Regions from separate parts of the Rattus norvegicus genome. Here region 2 is linked to region 1. A link is a contact called in public Hi-C data. All regions are on one chromosome and are shown on one strand. Each heading gives the region's core, a stretch centred on a gene start, on an enhancer-like site or on the middle of the called end of the contact. The rest is flanking DNA. Distances are from core to core; before and after follow the strand shown. Region 1 has its middle 36 kb from the start of C1qtnf3. Region 2 overlaps Adamts12 (ADAM metallopeptidase with thrombospondin type 1 motif, 12).

Evidence for each region. Hi-C and Micro-C count contacts between places; a contact is called where the count stands out from the background.
Region 2: a contact with region 1 is called in a Hi-C map of liver, with 2.9 times the contacts expected there. The contact joins two enhancer-like sites. A contact is called at or near these places in 2 of 12 Hi-C or Micro-C datasets (kidney and liver).

The regions. Positions count from the first base shown.
Region 1 is chr2:61,606,146-61,610,548 of GRCr8, reverse strand. No RefSeq gene overlaps it. Among named protein-coding and RNA genes, the nearest start is that of C1qtnf3, 36 kb to the left of the region's middle. Within about 2 kb of position 2,523, at least 7 of the 93 cell types and tissues checked have an H3K27ac peak or open chromatin away from gene starts, as enhancers often do. A contact at or near this core is called in liver, where this site is marked.
Region 2 is chr2:61,812,208-61,816,610 of GRCr8, reverse strand. The region is part of intron 2 of Adamts12 (ADAM metallopeptidase with thrombospondin type 1 motif, 12); the gene reads right to left. Among named protein-coding and RNA genes, the nearest start is that of Adamts12, 54 kb to the right of the region's middle. Within about 2 kb of position 2,675, at least 13 of the 93 cell types and tissues checked have an H3K27ac peak or open chromatin away from gene starts, as enhancers often do. A contact at or near this core is called in liver, where this site is marked.

The DNA.
Region 1 (4,403 bases), core at 1,274-3,773:
CTCTCCGAGGGAGGCCTTGGAAAGTCTGTTTTCTCATTCCCTTCCTTATATTTGGAGACTCCTTTCAACACCACTTCATACTGAGTTTCATATACATAAGAAAATGGGCTATAAAACTGCTCGTCAAACATCCTGTGACAGTCTGAATAAAAATGCCTAACCCAGGGGTTGGGGATTTAGCTCAGTGGTAGAGCGCTTGCCTAGGAAGCGCAAGGCCCTGGGTTCGGTCCCCAGCTCTGGGAAAAAAAAAAAGAACCAAAAAAAAAAAAATGCCTAACCCATAGGCTCACATATATTCTTAGTCACCAGGGAATGGCATTATTTGGAAGAACTAGAAGAATTAGGAGTTCCCCCTCCCTCTCCCTCTCCTTCTCCCTCTTTGTCTCCTCTCTGCCTGCAAATTGGGATGTAGCCCTCAGCTTCTGCTCCAACATCATACATGTCACCGTGTTCCCCACCATGATAATAGACTACGCCTTTGAAACTGTAAACAAGCCCGCAGTCAAATGTTGTCTTGTATAAGAGTTGTCATGGTCAGGGTGTCTCTTCACATCAATAGAACTGTGATTAGGACCCAGCCGTTAAGCCATGGCTGGCCCCTAGTTTCCTTGCTTCTGCATTCAGACTATGTAAAATTTAAACTGTTTCCTCAAACTTCTGCTCCTCAGTACTGTTCTCCAGATCTGTAACGAACCCAGTCTGAAACGGACAGGGCATGCCACTACTGGTCTCTCCTGGCAAATCTGAATTAACAGAGCCCTAAACACCGGCACCTGCTGTGACTCCCATGGCCAAGTCTAAATTGCCTCTAACCATTGTTTAGCTTCTGCCACAAAAAGTCCATTTGTGTGAGTCTCTTTGTAATGAGTTAAAATAGTTATTATGTAATGCTGCACAAACAGCCTGCTATACACTTACTCATTTCTTAATAAATCTTGATGTTCAATCCTACAGCCATGTGTCAACATTTCTAGACACCTAACCTAGTACACAGCAGCCATAATGATGCCAGGAGCTGATGGACCCTCTATGGTAAATCAAGGCTTGCCCAACCCACCCAGTCAAGACCTTGGCAGGGGATGATTTCTCAGTGGTTGCAAAGTCAATAAACATAACCATAGAAGGAGAACATGGAGAAGGGTTAATCTTTTTATATTTTTTATTGGATATTTTACATATTTACATTTCAAATGTTATCCCCTTCCCCCTTCTCCCATGCCCCTCCCTCTGCTTCTATGAGGATGCTCCCACTCCCACCCACCCTCTCCCACCTCAACACCCTGCCATTCCCCTACACTGGGGAATTGAGCCTTCACAGGACCAAGGACTTCTTTCCTATTTATGCCAGACAATGCCATCCTCTGCTACATATGCAGTTGGAGCCATGTGTCCCTCCATGTGTACTCTTTGATTGTATGGTTTAATCCCCGGGAGCTCTTGGGAGGTGGGGGGCGGTTTCTGGTTGGTTGATATTGTTGTTTCTATGGGGTTGTAAACCCCTTCAGCTCCCTCAGTCATTTCTCTAACTCCTCCATTGGGGCACCCGAATGCTCAGTCCAATGGTGAGCTGTAAGCATCATCTGTATCAGTAACGCTCGGGCAGAGCCAGAGACTTAATTACATGGAGCAAATTGAGACGACCACTGGGGCATACTCCCAGGTATACTCAGTTTAAGATGTACAGTGCTGAACCAGCTTGGCGTGGGTCCCTGGCTCAGAGAGGAAAGGTGCCAACCATATTGCTGGGCACATTTAACCCAAACTCATGGAGAATGTTGTGAAGACTGAAATAGAACAAGAGCAGTCATGAGAATACAGGACTGGGGTGTAAAGATAGTAGATAACTTAGTTCTGGGTATGTGCAGCTGTAGCATAAAGGGAGTAGGTAGTTTAGTTCTGGGCATGTTCAACCTCTTTTTCCTAAAGGGCTTTGGCTGGAATCAAAGAAAGAGACACTGTGAAGGTGACTCGCTGTAGGACTTTTCCCTCAAGGGCTCCTCCATTGCTTGTGTGCATTCTCTGTTTTCCTGAAACGTAGAGCCTTCGCTCTAACGTTCCTGGACCTTACTTCCAAATTTCCTTTCACATGTGTGAAAGTGTTTGCATACTGGGCCTCCTAATACAGGACTCACCTGCGTCCTGTGTACAAGACTCATGTGCATCTTATATACAGTAAAATGGTGTTCTCCTCCTAGGTGTCTCTTCAGTCTTGGCTACAGTGGTGACATCCATTCTGCCGCAACATGTACTCAGCAGAGATTCTGTCATAAACAGTCATCACGGCCCACAAGAGAGCTGGGGAAATCAATCTGCTCAATAGATGAATTTCCACACATTGGGCTAGGAAGGGGACATTGTTTTACCCAACTGAGAAATGGTTTTGAATTTGAGTGTAGCTTATGTTGGGCAACAGCGCCCTCTGCTGGACTCCCTAGGAACAATAGTTTTTCACATGTGAACTCCCTGTTAAGTGCAGGAATACCAGGGAAGCTTGAGGCATGTGTCAGACTGCCTTTGACCACTACCTGTGACAGCTCCCTTGTCAGTCTGAGCCTGTTTTCCCAAGGCTGACACTCTTAAGCTGCTCAGAACATAGTGGTTCCCCTCCTTCTCTCAGCCAGAGTGGCTTCCCTATTCTACCCCCTTCCCCTACACCTACATTACTTCCTTTTTCCTCCTTGTCTTTCAGTTCCTCAAATCTGTGGCTGAGACTTTGAGATCTAGGAGGACAATGAAGAAATCAATCTGTGCCAAGGAACTAATGGATACACACAAGACGTTACAGCCTCTCCCCAATCTCAGTATCACTCCAAGAACATTTATTAATGGCATCTTCTTAAAACAGTGACCACGCCCCGGTTGTTTGGCTAGAGGGTCTAGATGAGAAAGGGAGTTAGTGGGGCTCTGAGAGACAGACGGCCCAGTAGTTAAGAGCCCTTGTTGCTCTTGCAGAGGGTCTGGGCTCAGTTCCCAGCACCCACATTAGCTCATAACTACCTGTAACTCCCATTACAGGAGATTGATGTCCTCTTCTGGCTTCTGTGGGTTAACTGTAAGAAGTACACACACAGACTCCCACATACACATAACATTAATGAATAATGTTTTTTTTTTAAGATTTTATTTTATTGTATATGAGTACACTGTAGCTGCCTTCAGACACACCAGAAGAGGGCATCGGATCCCATTACAGATGGTTGTGAGCCACCATGTGGTTGCTGGGATTTGAACTCAGGACCTCTGGAAGAGTAGTCAGTGCTCTTAACCGCTGAGCCATCTTTCCAGCCCCAATGAATAATGTTTTAAAGGTGGAGAATTGGGTGCTATGGAGAGGATGGAGGAGAGACATCTCAGACCAAAGGAGGAAACACTTCTATAATTGTCTCCTTCTGTTAGAGTAGCAACCCTCACTTTACTGTGATAGACCATGAACGTTTTTTAGGGGAAAATGCATATTAAGGGTCAGAGAGTTGTCTTTGGCAAACCGGCCATGGTGCCATTCTTGAAGAGTTCAATGAGTACTTAGAGATGTTATCATGACACCAGGTTTGCCTTCAGGAGCTGAAAAAAAAAAGTCAAAACCTGGCCTCAAACCTTTTTGAGCAAATACATTCTGCAATTCAGGACTTGGCTAAATTTAGATTAAGTAACAATATATTTCCCTTAAATTACATAGCAAAGATTTAAAAGATTGAATACTTGTTTGTACATTTCCCTTTTGATTTGAATTTCCCCTGGGCCGGCATTACTAGATTAATCATTGACCTTCAACAGAGGACACCTTGCAGATGTCTCCTTACTGAAACATGTGGATATTTAAACAAATATATAAGCCATATCCTTGCACAGCACCGCCTGGGACCACAGGGCCACAGCTCATTCTCCTGGTTGAAATACTTCTCTGCTGACTCCAAGCATCTTCCCATATGTTTCTCCATGGAAGTGGTTTTCAACTGTTTTGTGGCTTTGGGGGTTCTAAACTCAAAAATAATCGAACATTTTTTTGAAAAGGAGGAGATAAGATAATATTAAGAACCTTTAAAACACTAAAATTTTATTTCAGAATCACTTGACACTTCCCTTCACTGTATCAAACTTTTTCCAGCAAATTTAAGCCCATGTAGCTTGGGGGACAGCACTAACCATAGAACAGAAAAATGAACAAAGTGAAATAAAACCCAGTTCAGCCAGTATAGGCTTTGATTTTTCAAAACCTACTTTAAAAGTGGTTCTTTAACGCTTTAACCTCCCCTCTAGCCCTGCACCCACAAGAGGTAGGGGAAAAGAAAGGCTAATCGGATGCAGAGTTGTGGACATGGTTAGAAATAGTTCTTTGGCGGGTGATTCCAAATCTCATCAGCAGCAGTCCAGTCCTCTAGGAAAACACCAAACATGAATCAACA
Region 2 (4,403 bases), core at 1,426-3,925, 210 kb before region 1:
GAGATGGTGGAAACCCAGGGACTGTGAAAGCTAAATAGTTTTCAACAGAAAAGGAAGGATAGAAATGGTGATGGGAAAGGGGCTATGGGAGTCTGAGAATGTGGGGAGCTAGAGATGCTGGGTAGGAAGCATGGGGAGGCATGTACTGGAATACCATGGAAACAGTAAAGTGAGATTGAATGAAATGGGTAGAGCATAAGCAATGATGGCATCAGCAGCTATTAGGCTGCACAGGGATGGATGACAATGACAGGGGAGATGTGGGGCAGAATCAGGATGTAGCATCTTACTGTACACGGGAGATGACAGTCAGAGGCTAGGCAGAGTCCTAGATTGTGTCACTGGGCCATCCTGGTGTCTTATAAATACAAAGTCAGAGACACTGGAAAATTACACACACACACACACACACACACACACACACACACACACAGAGAGAGAGAGAGAGAGAGAGAGAGAGAGAGAGAGAGAGAGAGAGAGAGAGAGCGAGAGCTAGAATGAATTCTGCTTTGGACAGACTATGCTTGTATAACATCCATGTAAAGGTCATTGAGAATCAATGGAAATAAAAGCAATGATTTGGGAGAGGGGAGGAAATATTATTTCATAGATGAAGAAAGATACAGTAAAGACTATGTCATGAAAAAGAAATAAAAGAGAAAGAATGAGAGACATAAATATAAAACAGCAATTAAATTCCTAAGCCAAAGTGGGAAGAGCTTGGAGGAGAAGGGCTCAGTCAATATCAATGAATGCAGAGCTATTAAGAGTTCAGGTAATTCATTGCTGAACTATGTCTCCCAATTCAACGATGCAGGGGGCTCAGATGTGAGTAGTGTGGGTAACACTCAAATATGGAGAGCAGTCTGTGGAGGGCTGTAGGCAACAGTAACGTCTTGTAGGTTGGGATCTGCACAATCACTGGGAAAGAGAAAAGCAAGGTAAGATAAACAAAAGATGTTCTTTTTCTCCGATGATTAGGACATGTTTAAATATCCCTGGATCTTACCTAGCTGTAGGTGGGCAAGGTTAACATGCAGGGCTGGAAGGTGGTAACTGGTTCTTCCTAGTTTCCAAGAAGTAAACTACAAGGTCTAAGGGTCAAGGGAAAAGTCAACATGAAACTTGGATGGGAGTTAAGAGTCTGCAGTGATGTAACCAGAAGGAGTTAGAAAATTGTCCTTCCACACTCCAGAGCAAATTTTTGCAATGGCTGTAGGGACACACACACACACACACACACACACACACATGCGCACACACACCTGAGAAGAGATATATTCGGCTGCCGAAGTGGTTCCAGCACACAGGAGTCTCTACAGCCCTTCTCAAATGTCACTAAGCCTTGGGCCCCTTGAAAGCTTTTCAAAATCCTGATCCATTTATTCTCCACACAGTTAAACTCGCATTTCTGTGGTAGGACCCAAGTTCCAGGGATTTAAAAGCAGAAACAAGAGATTCTAGTTTGCAATTAAACTTCAGCAGTAGCTATCCAAAGATATTGTATGAATCAATTGTGTGTCAGGCGTGGTGGCTTACACTTGTAACCTTAGCCTTTGGGAGCTTGAGGGAGGAAGATTTCATGTTCAAGACCAGCCTAGACTACATAACAAGGCCCTTCTTGATGATGATGATGATGATGATGATGATGATGATGATGATGATGATGATGATAGAAGAGGAAGAGGAAGAAGAAGAATTGAGATGGCTGGAATGTCGAAAGGCCTTAAAGAGTCTTCAGTTGTGTGTTTTTCAATCAAAAACCAATAAATTATAGAAGAAGCAGAATAGGAAATGTCAGAGCTCAGGAAGTCATAATGTTAAGATTTCTGACTTATACAGGTTCATATAAATGAACTGGCCTAATAAATGTAAATTGTTTTTCACATATGGGTTATAAGCAAAAAAAAAACCCATTTTTTTAAATGAGGATTACTCATGGAATAGAAGATTTGGGTGCTCAAGAATTTGAAGCCCAACAGGAAATAGGGCTTAGAGCACTGGAGAAAGAGACATACTGCAAAATGCTAACCTGCAGAGTGCTGAGTGCCTAGGGAGGGGACAACCCTGAGGCACAGGTGGTGTCCACTGATGCAAAGCAGCCATTCCTGACCCCCACACCACCATTCTAACAATCCTTAAAATGTATCATTGGATAAGTAGAACCCTCAACTGAAAGAAGAAAAGCCTAATTTTGAAAAGAGGCCTGAAAAAAAAATCCACTAATGAATTTTAGCATCTCAAAAGTGGAATTTGAGTGATATTTGATGGCCTCATCTTGTCCCTGTAACAAACTTTCATCAGATCATGGCAAGCTTTCATCAGACAATGGCAACTTTTCACTTCCTCTTCAGCTTCCAGGCTGATTAAAAACAAATGCTTCAACTCTAGGAAACTCACCAGCCAAACTCTGTTGGTCCATTGCACCCCCCCATTCCCACATACCATATTTATCTTTTGTGCTCATGCTACCGAGCCTATTAAAGGGCATCTCAGTGTATGCTCCCTCGCATCTGCTGAGAAGGGAAGCTGGTGGAAAGAGCACAAGGGCTGTAGAGTGATCTCTAGGATCAGGGTTTGTCCTGGGAAGCTGGAGTAGGTGAACCCCTCCCAGAGCTTGAGCGCCTGTTGTGCAAAGGGCACAGCTTCAGAATCCAGGAAATGAGTAACTGTGGTACTGCAGAATCTGCCTCTCTCCTGCTCCACGTTGAGCCTTAGGACGTGGTTAATGCTGGGGCTGTCCTTGCTTGACTTCCTTATCATAGCCTCTGGGGAGAGTGGGCTAGTTAGTTATTTCTAGCCAGTTCTGATATTCTGTCCGCTTGCTCCCAACTGACCCCCATTTTCCTTCATGACTAAATTAAGTTCTGGCCACCCCTTTTGCCCTTTGGCCTGTTTCTTTGCTGAACCCTGTCCAGATCTCATCTGCTGCCAAATGGGGTGATATGTTGCAGTTGAAACAGCACTGGCTGGCCTCAGAGTCAACTCTTAAAAGCCAAAACACAATTCTTTTTTTTTTTCATTAAGAAAAGGATTTTCATACAATATATTTGATCATGTTTTCCCTCCCTCAACTCCTTCCAGATCCTCTCTACCTCCTTACTCAATCAACTTTGTGTTCTCTCTCTCCCTCTCCCAAAAACAAACAAAACTACACACATACACATACATGCACACATACATACATACATACATACATACATACATACATACACATACACACATACTCAGATACATACACACATACACATAAGCACACACACACACACACACACACACACACTGAAAATCAAAACAAACAACAAAGCATCAAAAGAATTTTTTTAAAATACCAAAACAACAAAATTAAATAAAAGCCTATGCACAGGCATGGAGTTACTTTTAGGTTGGCCAACTGTTCCTGGGCATGACGTCTGCCCTGGAGCATTGCTGATATACTCAGTGAGAAGCTACTGGAGAGAAATGGTTCGCCATTTGCAGTAGTTACCAATTGCAAAGAGCTTCCTGGTCAGGGAAGGGACTGGGGTCCCCTATCTCTCCGTGCTGGGACCTGTCTGGCTTGAAATTGCAAAGCACAATTCTTGATGCTGTCCGTGTGTCTAATTCTATGCTGTAGTCACCTCGTACTGCAAACAACAGGATGGGGAGATAGTATCTACCCCAGCAACTCACAAGATGAAACTGAACTCAAGGGTGGGGACTTGGATCTGGAACCATCTTGAGAATCTCTAGCTTCAAACATTTTCATGAAGCTTGTGTTAAAAAGAAAAATTGATAAACATAAGAACAAGGAAAAGACACAGACTCTCACGTGACAGTAAGAGCAACTAATGTAATACACACATATATCAAATCATCCTCTTGTATATTTCAAATATACACAGTTTTCAGTTATACTTTAATAGAACTGAAGAAAATAATTTGAAATTATTAAATACATCCAAAGACATCATACTTTTAAGTCAATTCTGCCCCTGAGAACAGAATTTCTTCTCCATTGTGACAGACAAAAAAGGAGCACCAGAAAGGACTAAGAGATTGCATCCCATATGTTAGATAAGGTTGATGTGCTTAATGTCTCTTAACCTACACTCATGTAGCATAGGCCAACTTTAAAACGCTAAAGCTGTACCACCAATGAGGCCAGGTGACAAGAAAGAGGCAAAATAAAGTGATTTGTGGATGCATAGTTGCCCCACAATCAGCCTTAAAGGAAGACCCCTTCTCTAATAAAAAACTGTTTGACCATTCCCTTTAAAAGAAACTGTTGCCAGGTTTTGCATTTTTTGCAAGCTATAGAGGAGCAATTTCATCAGTACAGATACAAGGATGAACAGACATAATTATGCCCTAATAGACCTTTGCACTCCAAGTAACTCAGGCCAGAGGGCAAGCAGGAGTGA